Linked DNA regions of Mus musculus: regions 1, 3 and 4 are each linked to region 2. The links are chromatin contacts, called in public Hi-C and HiChIP or PLAC-seq maps. All regions are on one chromosome and are shown on one strand. The core of a region is the stretch at or near the end of the contact, and the rest is flanking DNA. Distances in the headings are between cores, read along the strand shown. Region 1 has its middle 14 kb from the start of Gm31278. Region 2 has its middle 230 kb from the start of Gm39256. Region 3 overlaps Wwox (WW domain-containing oxidoreductase). Region 4 overlaps Wwox (WW domain-containing oxidoreductase).

Region 1 (6,672 bases), core at 513-3,012, 950 kb before region 2:
TAGTATGGTCATGAAGGAGATTTCTTAAGATTTTAGAAGGGTTTTTTTGGAGGGAGGCAGTGCTGGGTGTTCCTGTGGCTCGTTAGTTCTTAGTGTTGTTGCCTTGTCCTCCACCAAGGGACAAGAGGCACCCCATGGAGTAATTATTTCTCTTCTTTACCACCACGCCCTTGACTTGCTCCTGGTCCTCCTCCCCTGTGGCTGTGGTGCTCCTTCTCACACTGGGTCTTCTGCTGTCTGACCTCCCCCACTTGGAGAACGAGGCACTCACGGGCCAGGGCTGATATGATTGTGTTTGATTCAGGGCCATTCCCTAGTCAGAGCAGATCCTTTTTGGAAACTCCTCCCTCCTCCCCTCCCCCCCCCCCTCACGCATCTCAGGCCACTCATATCTATTTGTAGTTGGGTGCAAACATCTGCCCTTGGCTTGTGACCTGTTTGGTTCTAGGATGGCTATAGGATTTCAGTCAGACGCTGCCGCTCTTCCATTGGCGATCTGGAATCCCCAGCCCCTCCCCGGCCATTTCCACCAGGATGGAGATTGCTCTCTGAGGTTTTATTGAGCAAAGCACCTGACTGGAATAGGCTAATGTGATGGCCAGCTGTACCTACCTCAAGATGGCTCTGAGGAGAACCATCTGGACGAGAACCCATCAGATGTGGCTAACTTCGATCCAGAGTGAGATAAGCTTAGAACCAAGGCTGATGTTCTGGGCCCCACACCAGCAGGCACTGTGAATCTTAGGTCTGGGGAAAGGGCATGGCTCTCTTAGAGTTGTCTTTTAGTTTGTTTCTTTGATGAGATCTCCCTTCTCTTTGGCACGTGAGGAGAGCACTACCATCAACTATGTCACCAGCATCCAGATTTGACGCTTAGTGTCATTTACACTGGCAGCATCTCCTGACCCCAGACCTGTGTGTTCTCTCCTGGCCTCAGTGTCATTTCTGAGAAAAAGAAATGGGCATCGAATATCACTTATTTGCGATAGGCTGAATAGGTCCTCTCTGAATAAGCCTCTATCCCATCCCCTAGAGCCCTCAAATGTTCATTTATTTGGAAAAAAATGAATCTTTGTAGAGTGATTAAGGGTTTTAAGATAGAACGTAATTAATTATTTTGGATTACTGGTGGGCCGATGGGGTTCAAAGGGACCTTATAAAAGAAGTCAGCAAAGTGGATTCCTCAAGGCTCAGGGAGGAGAAGGGAGTGTGAAGACGGGCAAGAGATTCTTAGGAGATTGGGGGTGATGTTGCAACGACGTGCCAGGCATGCCAGAAGCCACCAAAAGTACAAAAAGAGAAAGAACTGTTTTTCTCTGGAGCCTCCAAAAAGACCCCAGAAACACTAAGGATAGATCTCTGGTTTCTAGGAATCTCACACATTTCTCTTTAAAGCTACTCTCTTTTTGGTAATTTGCCACAGGTACTGGAAATGAATACATGCCACCATGGCGTTATCAAGAGGGTCAGTCAATTTATGTCATGTTGCAGACATGTCAGTCTGTTTGTTATTGAATAAGTTCTCAGTAAGTATTAGCAAATAGTGTCATTTTATTTTGAAGCTAGGGAAAGCGTTGGCAGAGGATGACCGAATGGTGGGGGTGGGGGGCGGAGTGGGTGACCTGCCAGGGTCACTGTGATTTGCAAGCTGGACTTCTATCTTCTCCTTTGGCTGAAGGGATTGAATAAGTCCTGCCCTGCCTGGCTGCCCAGAGTTAAGGGATCAAATGAGTTAATGAACACGACAGTGCTTTTGCACAGCAGCCGTGTAAACGGCTAAGCTGTAGTCACAAAAGCTGGCACCAAACTGAGGCAGCCTAGGAGAGGGCCAGCCTGCAGCTTTGTTACTGGGGTGAGGTCATCTCTCTGGGCTTTTGTTCTTGCCTCTCTGAGCCCATTTGCTGTCCCCGCAACCTGGCCCCTTCAGCCCTGCCTGGAACCCCACACACAAAGTTCCAAAGGTCCCAGCAGTCCCAGCAGTCCCCGAGCCTCCCCTAGGGCACATTTCCTTTTGTTTCTATTTTTAAGAGTTATAACCAATAGATAGATAGATAGATAGATAGATAGATAGAAAGAAAGATAGATAGATAGATAGAAAGAAAGAAAGAAAGAAAGAAAGATAGATAGATAGATAGATAGAAAGATATATAGGTAGGTAGATAGATAGATGATAGATAGATAGATAGATAGGTAGGTAGGTAGATAGATAGATAGATAGATAGATAGATAGATAGGTAGATAGAAAGATATATAGGTAGGTAGATAGATAGATGATAGATAGATAGATAGATAGATAGATAGGTAGGTAGATAGACAGATAGATAGATAGATAGATAGATAGATAGATAGATAGATAGATAGATAGATAGATAGATAGGTAGATAGATAGTAGTGTTTAACAGTGATGCTCTCAGGGCTAAAGTAAATAGATCATCTTCCCTTGGTTTCACTGAAAGTGCCACATGCTTCTGATGAGTATCTTTTAGCCCAGAGACCCAGAGTCAGGGTGTCAACTTAGATAAGAACACGTCAACCCTTGCCAAATGCTTGCCTGTGGTGAAGTCCTCTGTGAAGATACCCAGCTTCCCCCAGAGAGCTACTGGGACAGCCTCAGGGGGCCCAGGAAGGCGCTCAGGAAGGAAGTGGGGGAGATCATGCTGACATGTTGACTTGCTTTGTCTTCTCCTGGCCTTTTCTCCTTGTTACTGTATGTGTTTATTTTGATGGGTGAATGGATAGGTGGGGTATGTCTTGTGTATATTCATGCATAACTTCGGGTTCTTGTTTCACACTCTGGTGATGTTCCCTGGGAGCTGCCTTCCTTTTCTCCTTCTCTTTCTCCTTCTCCTTATTCTCCTCCCTCCTCCTCTCCCTTCTCCTTCTTCCTCCTCCTCTTCCTCCCTCCTCCTCCTTCCTCCTCCTCCTCTTCCTCTTCTCCTCCTCCTCTTCATCCTTCTTTCTTCTTCTTCCTCTTCCTCCTCTCTTTCTTCTTTTCTTCTTCTTCTTCTTCTTTCTTCTTCTTCTTCTTCTTCTTCTTCTTCTTCTTCTTCTTCTTCTTCTTCTTCTTCTTCTTCTTCTTCTTCTTCTTCTCCTTCTCCTTCTCCTTCTCCTTCTCCTTCTCCTTCTCCTTCTCCTTCTCCTTCTCCTTCTCCTTCTCCTTCTTCTTCTACCAGTGTGTGTGTATGTGTGTGTATGTGTGTTCATGTTTATTTATTCTGTTGTTTCTGGAAGTCAGGGATTGATGTTAAGTATCTTCCTCTGTTACTAATCTCCACATACACACACACACACACACACACACACACACACACACACACACACACATATATATACATATATATATATCGTTTTATTTATGTGTAAGTGTGTGTGTGTGTGTGTGTGTGTGTGTCCCCGTGTGTGTGTGTGTGTGTGTGTGCCTTCTGAGTTCAGGTATCCACAGAAGCTACAAGAGAGCATTGGATTCCCTGGAGCTGGAGTTACCTGAGATGCCTGATGTGGATGCTAGGAACTGAACTCAGGTTCTCTGTAAGAACAACGATTAAGTAAATGTTTTAAAGTGCAGAGTCATTGCTCCAGCCCCCCATCCGCATTTTACCTTTTGGGGGTGCACATCTCTCATTGAATCTGGCAGAAACACTAGGAAGAGACTAGTTGGCCAATGAGCCTTCTGGATCTTCCTGTCTCTCTCCCCTACATGCCCTGGGTCACAGGTATGTGCTACCAGGCTTGGCTTTTACACGAAGAACTCAGGTTTCCATGCTTGCACAGAGGTCTTTATACTTACTGAGCTGCCTCCCCAGTCCTTTACCCTGAGGTTCAGGTAGGCTGGCTGGGCAGTGAGTTCCAAGGGCCTGTCTCTGAAATGACTTGTGTGTCCCTAAGATGCCCAAAGGTATGCATTGTGAAGACTGCCAGCCCACAGTTGAAGAATCTTGCCCCCCTTTTTCTTAGATCTTTACTTATTTATTTTATGTATATGCATACACTGTAACTCTCTTCAGACACCAGAAGAGGGCATTGGATCCCATTACAGATGGTTGTGAGCCACCATGTGGTTGCTGAGAATTGAACCCAGGACCTTTGGAAGAGCAGTCAGTGCTTTTTAAGTGCTGAGCCAGCTCTCCAATCCTCCCCTCCCTTTCTTTATCACAGAAGCATGGTGCTAGACCAGACTCTAGACCTCCTACACTGGTTAGCAGTGAAGAAAACTAGAGATAGAAGCTAATCAGGCAGGGAAGAGACCCCAAAGCATCAGTTCTGAGAATGCCCCCAGTTTCTGCCATATGTCCTTTCAAGAGCCTCAGGCCAGCAGCTTATTGGAGACCTATTTCCTGGGACCACCTTCTTAGCCTATGGAGCTCTGAGTCTTTTCTGCACTCCCTCTTAAGTGACCACTTATGGATGGACAATAAAATTCTCGGTAAAACTCATCCTTCCTGGTAAATTCCATTCTGTGAATTCAGAGGAAGAGAACCTGAAAGTCACTAGCTCTGTTGCCCTTAGAGACAGCCCAGTACTCCCATGTTGGCAGGAGTGGACCTAAATGTCCCTGACCAGAGGGTGGTTCAGTTCTGTGGCTTTAGGCCAGAGCTAAGATGCCTCAGGTACCTTTCTGAGGTCAGCCTACACTGAGATTCTCAGTATCTCCAGTGCCCTGAACAGCCATCTTCCCTCTTGCTGTCCTTGGGCCCAAGTTCCTGTTTCCCACAGGGAAGTCTCCTGAAGGCAGCAGAGGGACCTTTGAACCACAGCCCATTCCCACTTGCTGACAGTTAATGACTTGTTTCCAGGGATGCTTAATGCACTGTGAAATCAGCCATTAATTGCAGAAGCAACCGATTTCAGAGAGATCGTGGTGATTATGAGCCATTTATGATACCGGTGGCCTCACAAACATGCTGCCTGTGTTTCTCTGCCCATTCCTCATGAGAGGAGAAAGCCAGTTATGGGACTGGGATGTATCTCTCTGTTGGGGAGCAGTCATGGGCAGCAGAGCACCCTAATCCCCTGCAGTGATTCTCTTCAAACTCCAGCTACAAAACCCCCAAGTCAGCAGCCCAGTTCCTGGGGAAAGAAAAGAATTTCACCTGCCAGCAGCCAGCTGAGGGAGGCAGCATTGGCTAATGGATGGAGCCGCTCTCTGGGCAGTGACTGTACCCAGTTCTGGTGGCTTCCAGGCTGCAGCTGAAGAAACTTCTGTGGGTCAGCAAGGTTCTCTGGTGTCCTCTGGGTTGGCTCCAAGTGATTCTGGGGCCGCTGTCTCTTTGGTTTGTTTCTGGGGAAAACTGGAAATAAATGGTTCCCTTTGTTAGCATGCAAAAGCTCTCCACTTCTCAGGGCTCCATCCTCACATTTTTAATTATGTTTGGTGTTTCCCAGCAGTGTAGCCCAGGCTGGCCAGGAACTCAGGATCCTCATTCCTTAAGCAATCCAGTACTGGGGTATGCACTCCTCACCTATCTCAGACTAACCTTTGCTTTCTTTTGCATTATGTGAAAGAAAGAAAGAAAGCAAACTGGCTTTCTCTGAGCTCCCCACACCAACCTTCTGCTATCAATCTCCTACGATTTCCAGAGCCTTTTGGCTTGTTTTGTGTAAACCCTCAGAAGAGTCTTCAGAGACAACCTTGCTTCTCCTCTCTTGGGGCCATGTCACCCAGGTGTAAAGGAATGTCCCCGGAACTCATAGGCCAAGGACTCAGGGACTCTGGGTCTATACCAGCCTCAAAATATCCAGAAAGAGAGTAGAGGCCAGCATCGTGTGTAAGTAGAAAGCCTACCCATTAGTCTATTTTGCCCCTGCAAGCTAGGTCAGGATAAATAAGGGGAGAAGGGGGAGGGGGAGGAAGGAGTAGGGGGGGGAAGGGAGGGAGGGAGGGAGGGGGAGGGGTGGGGTCTGCTGGGGTGAAGGGTTTTACAGTGCTGGGATATGGGATCTGCTTACCCTATCAACAGCAGGAGATTAACAGCATGCATTGTGCCCACTAAGGTGGAATGCAAACTGTTTCTGATTGTGCTCACTGACACAAGATCTGGTTTATGGACTCTGTATACACATATGTACACGTGTATAAAGTGACATGCCCTGACATATCTAACCATCAGAGTCACTCTGAGAGATCAAAGACTCCACCAGCGTTTCTTGCTTTTAGCTGGTGTTAGCATACACTTGTGATCCCAACATTCAAGAGCTGGAGGCAGGAGGATCAGTGTTCAAGGCTAGCCTGGATTGCATGAGACCCCGCCTTACTTACAACAGAGCAATGCAAAGCAAAAACAAAACAAGAGCAACAAAGAAGAAATTTCTTCCTTTAGTGTCCAGAAAATGTCTGCCTCTACTACAATGAATGTATCTTTAAAGACTTCTGGGTATTTATTTTTAATGTTTAAATAAAACTTGTTCTAGTTTATTGATGGTGATAAAATGATATTTCAGGAGGTTTTCCTAAAGCTCTTTCTTGATAGTGTTTGCCTTTATTTGCTAAAAGAATCCAAGGTAAGACTAGAAAGGCAATCAGCTCACGTTCATAAAACAATCCACTTGGTAAAGAATTTAAAGATGGAGTCAGAAACAGGAAACATAAGGGCCCCATCCTCTTAAGAATTATGGATCAATCAAAAGTGGAGTGTGGGTTGGACAGTGTCACAGAAAGAAACTGGGGGTGGGGAG
Region 2 (6,284 bases), core at 147-2,646:
CTCATCTAAACGGCCTTCCAATTTAACCATATAGAGAGATCCCATCTCCTCTGTCAGTTGCCCACTTCTGCATAACAACCCCCCACCCACCCAAATCATAAAGGTTCCAAGCTGGCCAGTATTATTGCATAGAAAACCCCTCTGAGTTGGAAATGTGCAGGGCATAGAATGCTCAGTGATGTTGGGTACAGATCTGGGAGAACTCCAAGAGCCAAAGGATTGTAGGGGGCCCAGGCAAGGGACTATCTCTTCATGTGATCTCTCTGGGCTTCTAGCTTGGGTTTCCTTACAGCATGGTGGCCTAGGAGTCTACATGTGGTGGCTCTGTGAGGGAAAAGAAAAAAAAAAACCTGCCCCAAATGACAGAATTGACATAATGTCACTTTAACTGCCCAGTGTCAAATCATCTGCGAAACCTGGACCCACTTCATATTTTAAATTATTTTAATTTATGAGTTGGGGGAGGTTAATACGTGAGTGCAGGTGCCCTTGGAGTCCAGAAGAGGGTTTTGGATCCCCTGGAGTTCCTGGTGTTTGTGAGCTTCCAGTGTAGGTTTTCTGAAAGAGGAGTGCACACACCTAGCTACTGAGCCATCTCTTTAACCCCTGAGCCCATTTCTTGATGTCAGAAATGTCAAAGAAACCTTGGCCCTCTTTAATCTATTATGATGCTTTGTTTTTGAGAAAATCCACCACCCATCCCCCTCCAGTCTCCGGGATTTTTCTTCTCTGCTTAGTGCTAGGAATTGATTGGGTAGAGAAAGCAATCTTCTCCTGGAAGACAAGAGTCAGCTCCTTAAGTAAAGGAGCCGGAACTCATCGGATATGCTAGTTAGAACATAGCAGATTTTAGAGAAAGAGGCACCCTGGGTAGAAGGGCTAGCCAGCAGCATTGAAGAGGAGTTTGTCAAACTCTGACTTGTCTTTAGCCACTGCCTGGCATAGAGAACCTAACCCATAAGAACTTTTCACAAGGAGACAGACCAGTGTGAGTGTGAGTGTGAGTGTGTGTGTGTGTGTGTGTGTGTGTGTGTGTGTGTGTGTGTATGTATGTATGTATGTATGTATGTACAAAGAATTCAGTGTTTAACTGAATTATGCTTCTTCCACATAGGAACTCTTCCGAGTGATTTGGAATACAGAGAAACTGCAAACTGATGTCTTGTTCCTGCCTGGGTAGATGCACCCACCTTCATTATCTATAGGTCACAGGAGGACTCTGGGGAATGAGGGATGGAGAGATAGCCCTGGGCCTCATGCCACCATCCTCACAATAGAACAAGGTCTTCCCTGCCAGCTGCCGGTCCTCACATCAGCTGTGTCTACCCAGGCCCTGCCTCCCCGGGAAGGGACTGGTATGCAGAGTTGAACCCCTCTCAAGGCCGAGGGCCCGGGAGGGCTTCCTCTTTGCCTGCTGTAGAACAGCAGCTGGGCCCCAGAGCATGGCAGGTGTCTAACAGCCCTCGGCAATCCTGCAAAACAGGAAGTGAGAGAGAACACCATATCCAATTGAAACTGCAGTGGACTGTGGGCTGCAATGCTTAATTAACCACCCTTAGTCATTGCACAGATCTCTGTTGTTGCAGGAGAGGGGGGAGGGGGCCAGAGCACACGGAGGACAACAAAGCCGTTTCTGGAATGTGTTTGTGCTTCACTCCCTGGTCCTGTTCACTTATCCTGGATCCTGCTGACAAAAATGCAAGGTGATCACTCTCAGGTCAGGTTCTACACCCAACTCAAGCTTAGATTTGTGCCATCGTCTTTGCACTTTACGATGTGTATTGAGTAAGAATACATTACAGACATTTATTTCTTTTATTTTTAAACAGCTTTTTACATTTATCTATCTATCTATCTATCTATCTATCTATTTATCTATCTATCTATCTATTGTTGGTTGGGGGAATGCCAACCCATGCACGTGGAAGCCAGCAGATGACAACTTGCAGAAGACTGTCTGGGTCTCCAGGATTGAGCTGTCACTGTGATTGCTGGCAAGTGAGAATGTGTTTGTGGGTAGCTCTGAGCATCACTTGACTCCTTGGGATACTCCAGCACATCTGTGCAGGATCACTCTTTCCCCTACATGGGCTATCCCCTGTTCAGGAGGATGTGGATCTGTTAGACTGGGTGTGAGGAGTATCTGAGGAATGGGATTGTATGTTTGAAAGAACAAAAGGGTAGTTACTAAGCAGCTGACACTGAGCTTCATGCTATGACAGGCTTGCTACTGGATGATAGGGGCATGCATCTTAGAAATGAGATAACTTGGGTTTCTCCCTTCAGCAAACATTGTCAAGTGGCTTCTCCGCAGACTTGCATCTAAACTTGTCTTGACTGTTGACTTGGAAAGACATTTGGGTTATTCTTGGAGGACTATAAAACCCAGGGAGATGTGAGTGTATTAAAACCTGCTAAGGAGTGCCCTCTGGCTGGTACAGTGCAGATTCTTTACAATAACTATCCTCTCGACGACCTTTCCAAGTAGGAATTGCCATTCACTTTCAGAGTCGACGAGCTCAAGTCACTGGTATGTGGCAGAACCAGGAATTGAAGACACACTGCCAACCTTTACAGATTCTACAAAGTCCATAAATATCAGGATGGGGAAGGATCTCTTTTGTGGGGCTGATGAGCAACAAGAAATAATTAACTGTCCCATCAAATGGGCCAGAGGCTTACCCAGTGAGTCTCAGAATGGCTCCTGAAAAGACTGCAAATGCAGATCCACACGCACATGGCGGCAAATTTTGCAGTCACTGTTGCTTCTTGCACCCTCCCAAGGCCACCACGTGCTGGGATTTGAACTCAGGACCTCTGGAAGAGCAGTCAGTTTCCTTAACCACTGAGCCATCTCTCCAGCCCTGCAATAAGCTTCTTAAGACAGCAATGTCCATGTCTCACCCCCAAGACATTCAGAGTCAGTGGCTATGGAGAGACACCAAGAGCTTTCATTGTTTATAAATCTCCTCCCACTTTCCACCCAATCCCCAGTTGGCTATAATGGGTATTCCCAAGGACCAGACTAGAGGGAATTGTTCAGCAGCTATCCAAGCGTTTGAACTAAGGCTCTCTTTCCACTGTGTGTGAAGGATTGCACAAAAGAAGGTCATTGCCGAGAGGTGGCTTCATGGGTAAAGTATTTGTCTTGCAAGCTTGAGGACCTTCATTCTATCCCAAGAATCTATGTAAAAACAAACAAAACAAAACAAAATACAACCAGACCTAGTGGTTTCACAAAATCCAAGCACTGGGGAGGGAAGCAGAAACAGGCATATCCCTGGGGCTTACTGGCCAGCCAGCCTCATCAAATTGGTGAGCTCCAGGCTAGACAGAGACCTTGTCTCAAAAGAGTTGATCAGCTCCTAAGGGACAGCACCAAGGTTGTTCTTTTGCTTGCACATGGACTCACAAAAACGTACGCAACAAGTGAACACACACCCACACACCGTGCAGAGGAAGCCATAACTCTAAGGCTGCAGCTGAACTTGACTAAGCAAGGTCCAGCCTGGACTGTCAGAAGGTGGGGCCTATGTAGTTCTTCAGGACCTGATCTGCAATGGCAGGCAATATATCTTTAAGTACCACCAGAAGAGGCACGAGCAAATGTCCACGGGAAACCAGGCATCCCTCAGGAAATGTAAATGGGTCAGGGACTCTTAAAGAATTTAAATGAGCATGAAATAGGTGTAGAGGGTTTTCTGGGCCAATATGCAAGCAAACTAGTAAATAACTATTTTCAGCACCGGGTTTGGTTGGCGAAATTTGCATAGACATGTGATGCGCCTGAGTGTCTATTTTTACCATGCAAATCTGCAATCTGTAAAGAGAGCTTCATGCCCCTTGTGGAGATCTAGGCTCAGACTGTTGGCTGGAAAGAGCTGATTTTCACTGGGGCTGGATCTGGAATTCTCTACAGTAAAGAGTCCAGGTGAGAGCTGAGGAAGGAGCAGAAAAAGAGAGGGGTGGGGTAGGGACACTGTTCTCTGTTGAGTCCTCGGGAACACCAAGATCTTCCCCTGAGCAAAGTGCCATCCTGTCCTTGAGAGATGGGGAGTTCAAGTGGAAAGTTTGACATTTTCTGTGACGCCAGGCTTGCGCACCACTTCCTAACCTTTCTTAGAAAGCCACCGCCATCATTATTAACTTATTATGTCAGTGTGAATCTGATCTTCAACATGGAGATGAGGGTGCGCCCTTGACAAATATCGCAGAACTGGAAGCGTCTCTGCCTTCTGCCCGACTTGCCTTTTATTTCACATGTCAGCCATGACTTACAGCTAAAGATTTGGGGTAAATTTTTTCATGCTTTGTTTTAAGTTCTGCATATGGCTACCAAGTGGGTATTTTATGGTTGTACAATGGGTTCCCCGGAGGCATGATTTGCCCATGAACTTGGCATCTGTCTTCAAGTTATTAGGCAATAGTAAATTTCCTTGGCCTTTTTCTGTTTTCCAAATGCATGTGGCAGAACGGAGAGAAGAGCATCTATCATAGCAAGACCTTGTGTAGGGCAGAGAGCTCTACATGGGTTGTAAGTGGGATGGTGGTGGCTTGTAAGTGTCTTTTGCTCACTGGCTGAAACATTATAAAAGCTACGCTAAATAACTACTCGGCAGTGGCCATTTCTAGGTGTGGATTTGCCACAGAGGTCAGGATGTTTGTTTTATTAAAATAACTCCTAGGATTGGGGAGATGGCTCATGGCTATAACAAAACACTTGACAAAAGCATCTGAGATAAGAAGGTTGATGGGGGCTCCCAGCTCCAGGGGATATAATTCATTGCAGCAGAGACATCATGGCCATAGGAACCCATTGGTCATACTGTGTCTCTCTCAGGAAGCAGAGGCTGTTACTCAGCTCAAGTTCTTCTCTCTGCTCAGTTTAGGACCCCAAGCCTACGGGTTGGTGCTACTCACATTTGGGGTAAGTCTTTCTGTTTCTGTTAAGCTAGTCTAGACAGTCCCCCCCCCCGTATACATCCCCAGAGGGTACCCTAATCTGGACGCTCCCTCACAGGCATGTCTAGAGTCTTGTGTACTATGTGTGTCTAACTCCAGCTTGAGTCAGAGATCCTGTCTCAAAAGATAGTTGTATAGCAACAGAGGGAGACACCCTACATGGACTTCTATCCTCTGAACACACACACACACACACACACACACACACACTAACTTGTAGAAACATGATCAATACAAAATGGCACTCAAAGGATCCTCCCTTACCACCACTGTTTTATTTTTCAAGGAGAGGCAAGGTCAAGTATGATAAGTGGATTGCTGCCCCCCACCCCATAGCCCTGGCTGAGGAAGACAGGTTCTTCCTTACAATGGCAAAACAGAACAATCTGGTGAAAATCCTGGTGTTTGCCCAAGGCCTAATAGCAGCCAAGTGCAGGTTCCTGGCATCTGGAGCTCTGGCATGTGCCTGTGTGTGGCCCTTAGATACTTTCATTTTCAATATATTAGTTCTTTGTCAGCCCTTGAGTCTGTGGCAACTGCTGAGCAACAGGTTGCGGCAACGCTACCATATTTGGACAATTTTCAGAAACTACGAAGATTTCTGTGACAGCTCTGAGAACTTGCCGATTGTACTTTTCAAGGGGGAGATCTTAAACTATTTCCTTTTTCCTAAAACAGAGAAATCCATGCTTTCCTGTTCCATCAGTAATTGGGAAAACACAAAATGAAATGAAGAAGACACATGTATAAGTTTAGGGCTATAGACTTTTGGGGTATTCTGTTTTGTCGTTAAGGCAAAGTCTTCTATGTGTAACCCAGGCTGGCCTTCGAGTGGTGACCCTGCTGTTCCTGCTTCTTGAGTCCTAGGACTATAGGTGGTACTCAGCTTTTTTTTTTTTTTTTTGGTAAAATACAGTGATTTATGCATATAGTAATCATTTAAAAAGAATAAGCTTTTGCAAACTCTTGGGCTACGTGCAGTACATTTAATGTGTGTTTCTTGAGAACTATGTGGAAATGCCTTACACCTAGTGTAATGTGATGTGCTTCTCGGAAACGGCATTTCTTTTCACATCAGTGAATCTAAAAGAATTAGTAGGTGGTATTTTAATAAACCCCATCCAACCACCCATCTGTATCCATCTGCCGATACACTTATCCATCCATTCAACCATATGGCCTTATATGAATGCCTCTATCCATTATTCCATCCATACATACCTTAATTCATCCATTTACTCATACATACATATATGCATCCATCCATCCTCCCATCTGTCTACTTATCTTGTCCATTCATATAGCCATCCATGTATCTGTCC
Region 3 (6,059 bases), core at 2,760-5,259, 610 kb after region 2:
CTGCAAGGCTTTTTTTTTAAATAATATAGTTTACAAATTTTAATTTTTTTTGAAAATCATGAATCAAGAAGACATGCTCCAAGAAGCTCCAGGGTAGAAAGCCATGCTGGTTACACAAGTGACTGCTTCCTCAGAAGCAAAAATCAAAACCAAGGCCTCATGCATGCTGCACCTGGGCCTGCGCTTCATGAAAACACTTCTTCTTCCGGGAAACTTCTGACCTCTGACATCATGCTGTCCAGGGAAGAAAGTCACTGCCTATTCAACCACCCTCCCCTGTCCTGGAGGGAGATCTGCTCTTTGCAGGAGAGGAGAACACGTCAGTGACTTCTAAGTCTACTTTGCCTTCAGATCTCAATGAAAGCTGAATTCCCAGTTAGCCTACTATATTCTAGAAATAATCCCTCCCCCTTTGTATGTGGTGTGTATGTGTGTGTGTGTGTGTGTGTGTGTATGTGTGTATGTGTGTGTGTGTACATATTTATGTGCATGTGCCCGTGTATTGGGTGCACTTGTATGCATGTATATGTTTATGTGGAGGTCAGAGGTTAAAGTCACGTCTCTTTCTTCATTTCATCTTGTTTTCTTGAGAGAAGGCCTTTCATTAAACTTGGAAGTCGCCGATTTGACTAGACTGGCAAGCCGGCAAGCTAGGGATACTCTGGCCCCTGCCTCCCCAGCACTGGAATTACAAACACACAGTACCAAACCCAATCCTCTCCCATGGGCTCTGGGGATCCAACTCACATCTTCAGGGTGCAAGGCAAGCACTTAGCTCGTCGAGCCACCTCCTCAGATCTATAATCCCATTCTCAATAATCTCGCTGGGCACGGAGGTACAGGAAAATGGTCTGGATTGTCACGCAGCCCTGCAGCTGCACCTGAGTTCTTCAGCCTAGGACCTCTTTGACTTTGCTAGTCACTTACTTCCGTCAACCACTGTTTCCGCATCTGCCTAGCCGGAACCATCTGCTTAGTAAGAAAGGCCGAGATGGAGCCTACATCAAAAGGTTGGGGACTAGTAAGTACCTGCTTCAACATGCTCCATAAAGTGCCCTCAATGAATCGTTGTTTAGATTGCATTGTAATAAGAGGCTTGTATTATATCATTAATAACAAATGGAATGAAAGCTTATTGAGAAATGTCCAGTGTTTACCATTAGAACTAGAGTGAATATTAGTGTCCTTTTCTTTACTTTCTTACCAAATGATTGGTTCCTATACTTGATTTTTATTCACTGAAGATTAAGAGCCTTGCCAGGCAGTAGTGGTACATGCCATTAATCCCCAGATACAAAGGCAAGAGGATCTCTAAGTTCAAGGCCAGCCTGGTCTACAGAGTGAGCTCTATGACAGCCAGGGCTAAACAGAGGAACCCTGTCTTGAAAAACCATAAAAAAAGAAGAAGAAAAAAAGAAGAGAAAAGAGAGAAGAGAAAAGAAAAGAAAAGAAAAAAAAGAAAAGAAAAAGGAGAGTTTGTGCTAGATGTTTAACCAAACATATAAGTATTTTGAGTCACAGACACCTTAACGGTAGAAAACAGGCATCTCTACTTGCTCAGGCTTCTCTCATTGTAACAACCCCCATTCACTACCACCACAGGCTTTCAAAGCCAGGGTTGTAAGCACAGATTACCTTTCATTACACTGCCCTAATAACAACCCCTTCTTTGACAAGTAATTCAGGGAAGGCTGTGGAAACGGGCAGCATGGTGATGATTAAAGCTTCAACTGTCCTTGACACAAAGAAACAGGGTTTCTGAGTTACAAACAGCAAGACAGGGTAGCTACCAGGCGCCAGGCTATATATAACCCTATGAGGCATTCAACACCCATCGACAGATCATGAGGGTATGCTAAGGGGATATGGTCCTTTACAATCCACAGAGCATGGCAGGTAAGGTCTGGGGACCCACGGACTCGAGGAAGTAGGACATTTGAGATCCCTTAATTCAGGGAGCAGTGCTGGGTTGAGATTCTTATATTGCATGCCATTTGGGATTTGAAGTGTTCACCATAGCACTTGGTAGATGCATGCTTTGCAGCCAACACAATGTTCCTATGGGGTTATCTGGGCTTCTGTTTATAGTGCAGGTTAAAGCTGCAGTGGCCAAGCTACTGTCCTTTGGCCTTGTCATCCACTTTGTCATATCAACCTATATGCCAGTCTCTCCCGGACCTGAGGTGCAACCCTGTAGTAAAGGTGCAGGATGTGACGTCTTGTTTTCTTCCCCCCTGTGACCATAGAGAGGTCTTACATCAGAGTCCCTGGAGACACCAGTCAAGTCTAGCCAATAGGCAGCTGAGAGGCTGAGAGCCAGTGACATAGGACACCTCAGATTAAAGCACTTTGTAGCTGTTGTGACGCCCTCTAGTGGCAATCAGGGACACTTGTACCAGATGACACAATGGAAATCAGCCTGTGTCCCCGAGGAACCCTGGGGACACTGGATGGAGAGCTATGACATCGGTAAGAAAAAAAGCATTCCCACAACCCCCTATTCTACCCACTACACACACACACACACACACACACACACACACACACACACACATGCAGGTATGCACACATGCACACCCTTAAACCGAGAAGTAAATGTTATCTCTTGTTTCTTTTGTCCTGTCTCATTTTGCTACTTGTTCTGGTTACAGAACAAAATTGGACTAATGTCCTCAGGGGTCAGACTGTGACGACTCCCAGCCCCTCATCTGGGTTTTTAACTGGGAGGCTGAAGGTTTTCCCTGCATTAAGAAACAAAGGCAGAAAACAAAAGCACTCGGGGCTTATTATCTCTGCTTCCTGTAGAAATGCCTTCCCTGAATTATCATTTGACATCATGCCAGTTTAGAAGGTTGATGTAGGAACCATTTACTCACAAAGTATTGCTGAGTCTTTTATAAAAAATAAAAACCAAAAACCAAAAACTGGGCATACACCTGCCTTTTGGATTACCTAAGGCCTCATGTAGCCTTCTGCCAAGGTCCAACTCCAAGGCAAATTTCCACCTTTGCAGACGGGCTTTTGCTACCTCAGTTTTGCTCCATGACAATTGCAAGCAACATGGTTTTCCTGAGTGCTTGGACTCTAAGGATTCCTACCAAAATTCAAAGGCTGAATGAGCGAGAGAGTGAGTTTAGACCTGGCAACATCCACTGTGGTACTGTGCAGAACGCCTTTCTTCTCCTTCATTCAGATTCCTTGTGATATTCTTCATCTTTCCAGCCGGAGGAACACAGGCCCTATCACGCCCTACAGAGTCAGGTTCCCCTCTTCATTCGAGTTTCCACAGCTAGGTCCCAGGAGATCAAGCATCGTCAAGTGAGTGTCTTTGGCAGGTGATGTCTGCTCTTTTACAATTGGTGTCTGTGGGAGCTCGGGAGGTCTAGGAGGGATGATGTGAGGAAACCCATCAGGATCAAATCTGGATTGAAGACTAGCTCTGCCCAATTCCCATCACGAGAATCCTCCATTTGGAGACACCCTCTGGTGTCAAGCAAGATACCAGACCATGGAAATAGGCTCACCAGCCCTTGGCTAAGTCTACATTCATTTTTCATATTATAAAAGTAACCCTTGCTTCCAGTGGGAGGAGCGAAGGACAAAGGAAGGGCACAGGAAAAGCTCTAGCTAAACTCTAGCCTGGCACATTCAGGTGCCATACGTGTACATAGGCCAGTGACGTGTATCCCTGGGAGACAAGTGTTTCTTTTTTTAACTGTCCCCTTACAGAAGGAAAACAGGATGCTGTCAAACCACAGAGTCGACGTCACATCACATGGGCAATGAGTGATAGAGACAGATTTGAACCTGGGTCTATCTGACCAAGTTCATTAGGTAACTACAGACATTTGTTTTATTGGATATTTTCTTTATTTACATTTCAAATGTTATCCCCTTTCCTGGTTTCCCCTCAGAAAAACATCTGTCCCCATCCCCTCCCCCCTCCTCCTGCTCACCACCACACCCATTCCTGCTTCCTGGCCCTAGCTTTCCCCACACTCTGGGGCAAAGAGCATTCATAGATCAAAGGGCCTCTCCTTCCATTGATGTCGGACTAGGCCATCCTCTGCTGCATATGCAGCTGGAGCCATGAGTCCCACCATGTGTGCTTTGGTCCCTGGGAGCTCTGGGGGGTACTGGCTAGTTCATATTGTTGTTCGTCCTATGGGGCTACAGACATTTTGCTGGGTTTCTTTTGTTCCAGTTTTAAAATAATTTCTTTACTGATCTAGTAATTAATTAATTAATTAATTAATTTATCTATTTTATGTGCATGGGTGTTTTGCCCACATATATGTCTTTGCACCACATGCATGAATTATGAGCAGTTATGAGCCATTATGTAGGTTCTGGGAATCAAACCTGAGACCTCTGGAAAAGCAGTCAGTGCTCTAAGCCATCTCTCTGACCCTCATGTGTTTCTTTCTGCAGCTTTTTCTACGCATGCCTGTATATACATACCTGTGCACAAATATATATACACACATATATTTATATATATAAATAACTACATATATTGTGTGTATATATGTGTATTTAGTTCAGAATCTTGTACTATGCATATACGTGTATTAGTATAATGATTTTAATGTGGTACATGCATTTTCATAAACTGCTTTTTACATTCAAAATGTAAACTATTAATATATGTTACTTCTCTGAATATCTCTCTTAATTTAGAGTGTGTGTCTGTGTACATATACACACGAACCACACTCACATATTCAGGGAGGTCAGAGGACAACTTGTAGGACTTGGTTCTTCACACATGTGGGTCCCAGGGACTGAACTCAGGCCATCTGGATTGCCAGCAGGCTCCACTAAGCCATCCCACCAGCCCTTCCCTGAATAGTCTTAATGCCCTTCAAAAGTTTAAATTAAGGGGCTGGAGAGATGGGGCATTGATTTAGTAACTAGCATCCACTGCCTGTAACTCCAGCTTCAGGGCATGTATTTACTTCTGGCTTCCATGGCTACCTATGCACTTACACGCACATACCCACACACAGATTTATACATCCTTGAGAATAAAATAAATGTTTTGAAATTTTTCATTTTATCTACACTCCTTCAATTCAATAGATAGCTATACTTAACAGTGAGGAGTACACATCTTATAAAAAAAAAAAAAAGCCCTCCACTTTGTAAAACAAGGAAATGCTTAGAAGACTCAGAGGAAACACAGTGCATAGGAAGGGACTACTATAAAGCAGCCCCGAGTGCAGCCACCACATGCAGCCACAGCCACAGCCACATTCCTGTTCCCTGGTTTGACACCTAGAGCAAGCATCAGCTCTAATGAACATTTGGCAAAATGACATCTCATTTGTGTGTAAAGAAGGAAGCTGATCCCTTCTCCTTTGCCCCCAAATTCCTGCTTTTTTATGAATCTCAGACAAGCTCACATGTAGGGACAGATGAATCTGCAATCAGAAAATGGGTCTGCATATCACCAATGGTGATATGTGGGGAAGTCTGGGCCAGGCAGCGCGACTGTACGATTCTGCCCAAGGCTAAGCATCAAGCATACATTTCCATGTGGAACACCCGGGTTCCTGAGTCCGTTTTCACTGCCCCCAACCCCCAACAGCACGACTATTCAGTTCTGTGATGTTTTGTTCTTACTAATAATGTCTAAACATACCGGCTCCCATCCACCCATTCACTGAGACAGATGGCAAATACCGACCCTGACCGCAGGGCAGAGAAACTGCAGGAAAAACAGGAATGCAGGGTGTAGTTCGATATTCTAGGTGAGCTGATGTGTAGCTTAGTATGCCTCTGGGTGTGTGTGCGCGTGTGCATGCGTGTGAGTTAGTAACGGAAGTGGGAATTCCTTGTATATGAATGAAAGAGGGGTGTTATACATTTATTTATATTGGATCCGATCCTGTTTCCAAGGAGAGAGTAAACTGTTTAACGGGGAACATGGTCCAGCTCGGATACAACCTCTTTGGAGTGTGGTTCATTGGTCGGTTCGCCTTACTTGTGGACCTTCGCATTAGTCATGATCAGCTGCTTGTCTTTAGACAAAACACACTCTTTGGTGAGGTGTGTGT
Region 4 (6,310 bases), core at 232-2,731, 530 kb after region 2:
AGCTTTTTTTTTCTTTTTTTAAATTAATACCTAATACATCTTTACCTCGTGGCCTTGGTGTAAACGAAAATGAAGTCACTGTTTGACAGCTTAACATTCTTACTCTTGTATCTGGAGTGTGTCTTGAGTGGTGGAGTCACCCAACAATGTACTGAATTTAAGAAGGAAACCCAATGTATCCCCCCCCCCCTCAAAAACAAAAACACCCAAAAAATCCTCTTTTTTGATTTTTCCAATGGCCATAAGGTCCCTGCTCTGCCTTGGCCCTGACCACACAGCTCAATCGGAGAAAACCACTGTGTTTCTGGAACCCAGGGCAACTGTCCTTAGAACTAACAGGAGTTTACTCAGTTTGCTAATGAACCGTCATGTGACCTTGAACAGGATCATGTGAGTATGCTCTCTCTCTCTCTCTCTCTCTCTCTCTCACACACACACACACACACACACACACACACACACACACACACACACATTACCTTTCACAAGCTTTGGTTTTCTCATGTACAGAATGACAGGATAATTCCGACCCCACAGATTTGATGGGAGGGTCCTACAAAATGATCTATGGGGACTGTTGGAACCAGGGCCTCCCATCTGCCACGTTGATGCCCTGCCTGAAGTTCCGTGGGTTGGAGCAGGTGACGACAGAAGGCCTCCAGGGGCCTTGGGGCTCTCAGCTGAACCGGCTCTCGGTTCCCAGTCCCTATTCCACTCCCACCGTACCACCCAATAAACAACAAATACGCACATCGGACAGCAGGCTGGTTCTTCAGCCTCAGTCTGTCTACCACTAAAATGGGTTTTCTATTTAGCCCAGGGCTGCTAGAAGCTGATAAAGGACAAGAAGCCTGCTACAGCAGGAAATTAACTCTCCACCACCTCTCCAGAGGAACTCCAGAGTTCTTTTACAGTCCTTTCACTATGGAGGCGGTGAGTAGGAAGAGAGAGGAAACAAAAAAGCTGCCCAGTTCCAGTTCTGATGCACTTTATTGTAACTGGATTCGCTCCAGTGCCCTGCCCCCCTCCTCCCTCCCCCCTCTCCCCTCCAGCCTGCATTGGGGCACCTGGAAAAGTCATGGCCATCCATCTGGTGTCAAGTGGCACCAATCTCTGCATTCTGTGAGAGTCAATTGCAATTAACAGGGCCATTCAGGAAACGGCAGGTACAGCCCAGACAAAGGCAGCCCAGACAGATCTTATCAGAGCCCAAGGCCGGCAGGACTGTCCCTTTCTGAAGCTGCCTGCCTGGGAGAAAACCCTGGAAGAAAGGAAGGAAGGAAGGAAGGAAGGAAGGAAGGAAGGAAGGAAGGAAGGAAGGAAGGAAGATGGGAAAGGACAGTGAGTCATAAGGAGGAGGCAGCGAGATTCAAGAAAAGCAAGCCAGACTCCAGCAAGCTCTTGGGCTCAGACACTGACAAACCCCAGCCACCAGGGGCCTTCAGCAAGTCACTCCACCCTTGCCAGCCAGCTTCAGAGCTGCAGGTGGCCCATCTATTAATAGGGACTACAAACGGCACCTTCCTCATCTTGAAACTGTCTAGAGGAGACATGCTGAGGGCGGTGTTTACTGTAAAGGATCAGGAGAGCTTGAGAGTGGTGGGAGAGCTCTGGAGAGCGAGCGTGCCTGTGTGTGTGTGTGTGTGTGTGTGTGTGTGTGTATTAGCAGAGCAGGTGTCTTGGAGAGAAGCCACATACCACACAGGCACTGGGTGAGCCTGCTGGATGCCACCTGTTCCACCCTGTCCACTTGGGCCACAGGGAATCCTCTGCCCATGCAGAAGAAAAAAAGCTCTAGAAAGCAGCCAGTCTTCCATTTAGGGAATCTGGTGACTAGCCTGCCTGCACCATCAGGGGGAAGGGGCTGATCGCCATAGGGCAACAAGGAGGATCAGGTAGAATCTGGTGGCAGTGGTAGGCACTCAAGGCATGTGATTCACTTTCTGTCAGCCCACATTCCTCGGTACCCTTCAGGGCCAGGGGAGTAAGCTCAAGCCCAGTAGGTACCTAACTAGGGCCAGAGGAAGAATGGGCCCCCGACCAGGCCTTGGCTCTGACTGCGTGAAGCAGTTATCACAGGGTGGCCTGGAGGTTGAAGGCCTTCTGCACCCTTTTCTGTGGAGAGGGTGGGGCATGTCTTCCCCGTTTTACTTTCCAGGCTAAGTGGCCTGTTCTTGTCACCGTCTGTCGTTGGGCACTTATTTTGCAAGGATGCTTTGAATTTCAGAAATATGGAGTTTTTAAAAATCCACCAATTATCATTTTTCGGTGTGTCTTTGTGTGTAAGAATGTTTGTGTGTGTGTGCACAAGTGCCGGTGCATGTGAACGTCTATGCACATGCATGTGGAGGTCAGAGGTCAATCTTTGGTGCTCATTCTCAGGCCATGAGCCTCCTTTTTCTTCTGAGACAGGGTCTCTCGCTGGCTTTTAACTTGTCTAGTAGGCTAGGCTGGCTGCCCATGATCCCTCTGAGCCTCCTATCCGCACCTCCCTATGCTGCCCTTACAGCCACACCACCCTTGGGTTCTGGATGTCAACCACTGTTTCCCCAGTTTCCATTAATCAGAAAGGTTAAAGGGAGTCTCAGAGCAGGAGTAAAGAGGTTCCCTTCCAGTAAGCAAAAGGAGCTGGGGTGATCGGGTGAGGGGTGGGGGAGGTGGGGGTGGGGGGTGGGGAGCAGCCACCACATTTTCTAACAGGAAGAGAAAGAAACCACAGAAGCAAAACATCATTGAATCGGGAGCCTGTTTATTCCAAAGAACAGGAGCAGAGACTATGCCCCAACTGGATGCCTCTATTGTAATCATCAGCTCTCAGTGTCTGATGCTTAAGCATATTGATATATCAGGTTTGGTGACAAGGTATTTCGTGCTGAGGTTTCTGAGGTGTCTAGTGGAGCCAGTGATGTGTAGTAGGAAGTCAACAACCCTTAGCTCCCTCCTCTTGCATTCTGTGTTATCGAAGCTTTCATCTGAGCTGGAGAGCGGCTGATTGTATCAACAGCAACATGGATTTCATTTAATATCTATCTTCTATTGACATGGAACCACCGACTCTTAATAGCAGGGACCTGTTCGAGGCACCTTAAAATTGCAGCTCGAGTGCAGACTTCTCTCCTAGGACCTCAGGGTGGTGTGCAGGGGGAAGTAGGGACGGGGAACTGTCCACCCACCTTTGCAGTGGCTGGGTGAGTTACAGAATTATATTACCAGTACAATTAGGTCAGGGTTTCCTCTGCATTGCCACAGCTACCTTTGAGCCCTGTGTGACACAAGGTGTTTTCCTCTGTGACCTGGCTTCCAAGGCATCTAAACTGGGCTTCACTGAGGCCATATAGAAAAGCTAACACCAGAGTGCTCTCTCTCTCTCTCTCTCTCTCTCTCTCTCTTTCTCTCTCTCTCTCTCTCTCTCATGTGATAGCCAGTGCTTGTCATGACAGAGGGAAGAAGATAATAATATTAATGATCTTGATGTTGACCATGTCAAGGCTGACTGTACCACATTCTTCCTATCAGGCGTAGAAGGAGGTGGTCCCTGGGACAGGGCTTAAGATTTTAGCATTCAAGTTCAGTGTCATTCCTCCTTGGGCTTCCTGAGGGACAGACTACAGGTACAGGCAGGCTTCCATCCTACAGGCACAGAACTTGGGGTGGGGATGGGGTCTACACTGAAAAGGTCATACACATTTAATTCTGGGGGCTCCCGAGCCAGATTCCAGCAAGTCTGGGATCTGTTTGTCTCTAAACCAGGGGTTCCATGAAAAGAGCTACGGTTTTGGCAGCAGATGTACTTAAGTGTCACATCTGACTTTCTAGTGCCCCATGTAACACTAGATGAGGCTTCCTGTCTGTAAGGTGGGGTTTCCCTTACAGCAAGGGAAACCACAGTACCCCGGGAACATGCTGTCTTACTCCCTACTGCTCTGGGTAGCTTTGCCTCCTTTCTGAATACACACATTGAGCCCTTATCTCTCACTGCCATACAAGCCTATGCTCCTGAGCTTCTGACTGGGTGGGCCAACTGCTGGGCCTCAGGCTTGTCTCCTCTGGACAGTGTTCATGAGTGAGACCCACATACCCCACAAGGGTTTCAGGTTGCTGGCTAATTTGTTGCCACATATCCCTAATGCCAATTCAGACACACACACACACACACACACACACACACACACACACACACATCCCTGTTGTCCCACTCCGAGAGATATCATTTCTGCTGCCCGAGTGAGGGAGCCGGTGAAGGAGACGAACACCTTCAGTAGAAAGCCCTTTCCAAGCTTGGGGATTTTTAAGGTCCACTTGATTGCTTGTTTGTTTGTGACAGACTCTCTTTATTTAGCCCAGGATAGCCTTGAACTTTTGATTTGTGACAAGCTACCTGTCATATGCTAAGCAGACTGTCTGCTCTCCGCTGACAGCTATTTATCTTACCCCTAATCTCCTGGGCACTGCATTTGGAAGGAAAGGCCTCAGAGACTCCTGGGACTCTCTGGTAATGGAAAAAACTTCCCCTCCAAATGTAAAGAAGGTCGCTGGTGCAGAAGGATGAGACTTCATGTGCAGTCACACCCACCGTGCTATCTATGGGAACATTAGCCCGCACAACACGGCCTTAAACCACGGTGGCTAGCTAGCAAAAGCTCCAAGACCTCTTCTTGTCTTATATGGTGTTAGACTACCAAGGGGCATGTGGCCCTTTGGCTGAAGCAGCTAGAACTGTTCTCAGCCACAGGAAGCCTGAAAAGAGGGCCACAAGAGTGACCCTCCTGCTCTCCTGAGGTGACCTACACCTGAATGAAGAAGGAAATGAGTTCTACTCCCAGCCCCACTCCCCTGTCTGATGCACATGGGAGCTCAACCCAGGCTGACAGCAGCTACCAGCCCTGCAGAAATCTCTTTATGCATCACAGGAGGGAGAGAAGAAAGAGGGCGGCTAACTCATCCTCGCACTTCACAGCATGCAGGAGGCTGCAGGTTGCTTTCTAGAGCTGTGGGCCTTGCGGCAAGCTGTTTAGGAAAAGCAGGGGACTTTGTAGTGGCTTCACAGGGGCCAGCGGCTTATTGGCTTCACTCGTTAGAAACCTGCCCTTGTCAGTGTGTGTGTTGTATCTGTGAAATGGGGGTGCGCAAAACTGGCTCCCTCCCTGATAAGATTCTTTTTTTCCTTTGCACGCTTGGTACTGATTAGGTTAAAATAGGGCAGAGAGGGAAGGCAGAGAAGCTGTCTGGCGGTGAGTCACCTAGGAGACACATAGACGAATCCAGGAGCTGGGGGTCTGGGTGGGGATTAAAAAAAAAAAAGGCAAAAGAGGACTAGAGAGTTGGTGCAGTGGAGAGTTGTGCAAGCATGAGGACTGGAGTTCCAATCTCCAGCACCCATCTAAAAAGGGCTGGGCATTGCTGTGTATATTCCTGTAACCCAGCACTGGGAGGTGAAGGAAGGCTGTCCCTGAGAGTACACACCAGCCTTGCATCCCACCTGAAAGGATCAGCTCCCGCCTCAGGGGGAGACCCTCTCAATGTGCCAGACTTTCTGCTATGCTTCTGTGCGCACATGCACAGGTATGCCAACCTGCACACTCAAATGCACGCAGTGCACACACACACACACCACGCGTACACACTCATGCTATGGTGGAAACAGTGGGGCCGGCTGCTTCTTGCTCCCACCAATGTAGCTTTTCCAGCATGCGTCCCTTTGAACTGTGAACCCAAAGAGAAACTTCCCCTGGTAAGCTGATGTTGGGTCACATCATATTGACCAGAAAGGCAAACGCTACAGAGCTCAGTCAGGGCCTGGGAACACGGTGTGTGTCCACTGTGTAGAACAGAATGACTCAGGCTATCATGGAGATGCCAGGCAACACCACAGCAGACTATATACAGGGAATCACTGCAAAGGGGTGGGTAGGTTAAGGAAGCCAGGAGCAAAATTCCAACAGCGCCTCTCCCAGAATGACTTTACTGCCCCAGCAAGGATGCGTAAGGACCCATTGAGTCCTGACAGCCGGTGATGCTCCAAGAGAAACAGTAGCTGAGGATTCTTCTCCTGGAGGCTGGTCATATAGGAAGCACTTTTGGATGTGGGGCCAAATCCCAGCCTCCAGGAAGGACGGGTGTTCTGCACAAACCGTGTGTTTAGGGTTAAATAGGCAAGGTCTAACAAGACCTGGAAATGGTGAGACCGCGACCCCCACCTCTCCCAGAATCCAAGTTTTCCAATGTCCACCGAGAACTACATCTGAGCAGATGAGGTGCTGTTGCCTGGGCGGTGATACTACTTCCAGCTGGGGTAGCAAGAGGGGGCGCA

What was found. A called contact is a pair of places that touch in the nucleus more often than the background predicts. HiChIP or PLAC-seq counts read pairs in DNA pulled down with a chosen protein or histone mark.
Region 1: a Hi-C map of cerebral cortex shows a contact between it and region 2, with 3 times the contacts expected there. The contact joins two enhancer-like sites. A contact is called at or near these places in 7 of 484 Hi-C or Micro-C datasets (cardiomyocytes, cerebellum, cerebral cortex and 3 more) and 1 of 9 other capture datasets (embryonic stem cells).
Region 3: an H3K27ac HiChIP or PLAC-seq map of large pre-B cells shows a contact between it and region 2, with 5 times the contacts expected there. The contact joins two enhancer-like sites. A contact is called at or near these places in 1 of 484 Hi-C or Micro-C datasets (pre-B cells) and 1 of 115 datasets of contacts at active chromatin or transcription factors (large pre-B cells).
Region 4: a Hi-C map of pre-B cells shows a contact between it and region 2, with 4 times the contacts expected there. The contact joins two enhancer-like sites. A contact is called at or near these places in 2 of 484 Hi-C or Micro-C datasets (pre-B cells and pro-B cells) and 1 of 115 datasets of contacts at active chromatin or transcription factors (large pre-B cells).

Annotation. Positions count from the first base shown.
Region 1 is chr8:116,362,826-116,369,497 of GRCm38.p6, reverse strand. No RefSeq gene overlaps it. Among named protein-coding and RNA genes, the nearest start is that of Gm31278, 14 kb to the right of the region's middle. Within about 2 kb of position 1,762, at least 26 of the 459 cell types and tissues checked have an H3K27ac peak or open chromatin away from gene starts, as enhancers often do. A contact at or near this core is called in cerebral cortex and neural progenitor cells, where this site is marked.
Region 2 is chr8:115,409,478-115,415,761 of GRCm38.p6, reverse strand. No RefSeq gene overlaps it. Among named protein-coding and RNA genes, the nearest start is that of Gm39256, 230 kb to the left of the region's middle. Within about 2 kb of position 1,396, at least 95 of the 459 cell types and tissues checked have an H3K27ac peak or open chromatin away from gene starts, as enhancers often do. A contact at or near this core is called in cerebral cortex and neural progenitor cells, where this site is marked.
Region 3 is chr8:114,799,586-114,805,644 of GRCm38.p6, reverse strand. The region is part of intron 8 of Wwox (WW domain-containing oxidoreductase); the gene reads right to left. Among named protein-coding and RNA genes, the nearest start is that of Gm16118, 95 kb to the right of the region's middle. Within about 2 kb of position 4,009, at least 38 of the 459 cell types and tissues checked have an H3K27ac peak or open chromatin away from gene starts, as enhancers often do.
Region 4 is chr8:114,877,477-114,883,786 of GRCm38.p6, reverse strand. The region is part of intron 8 of Wwox (WW domain-containing oxidoreductase); the gene reads right to left. Among named protein-coding and RNA genes, the nearest start is that of Gm39257, 81 kb to the left of the region's middle. Within about 2 kb of position 1,481, at least 79 of the 459 cell types and tissues checked have an H3K27ac peak or open chromatin away from gene starts, as enhancers often do.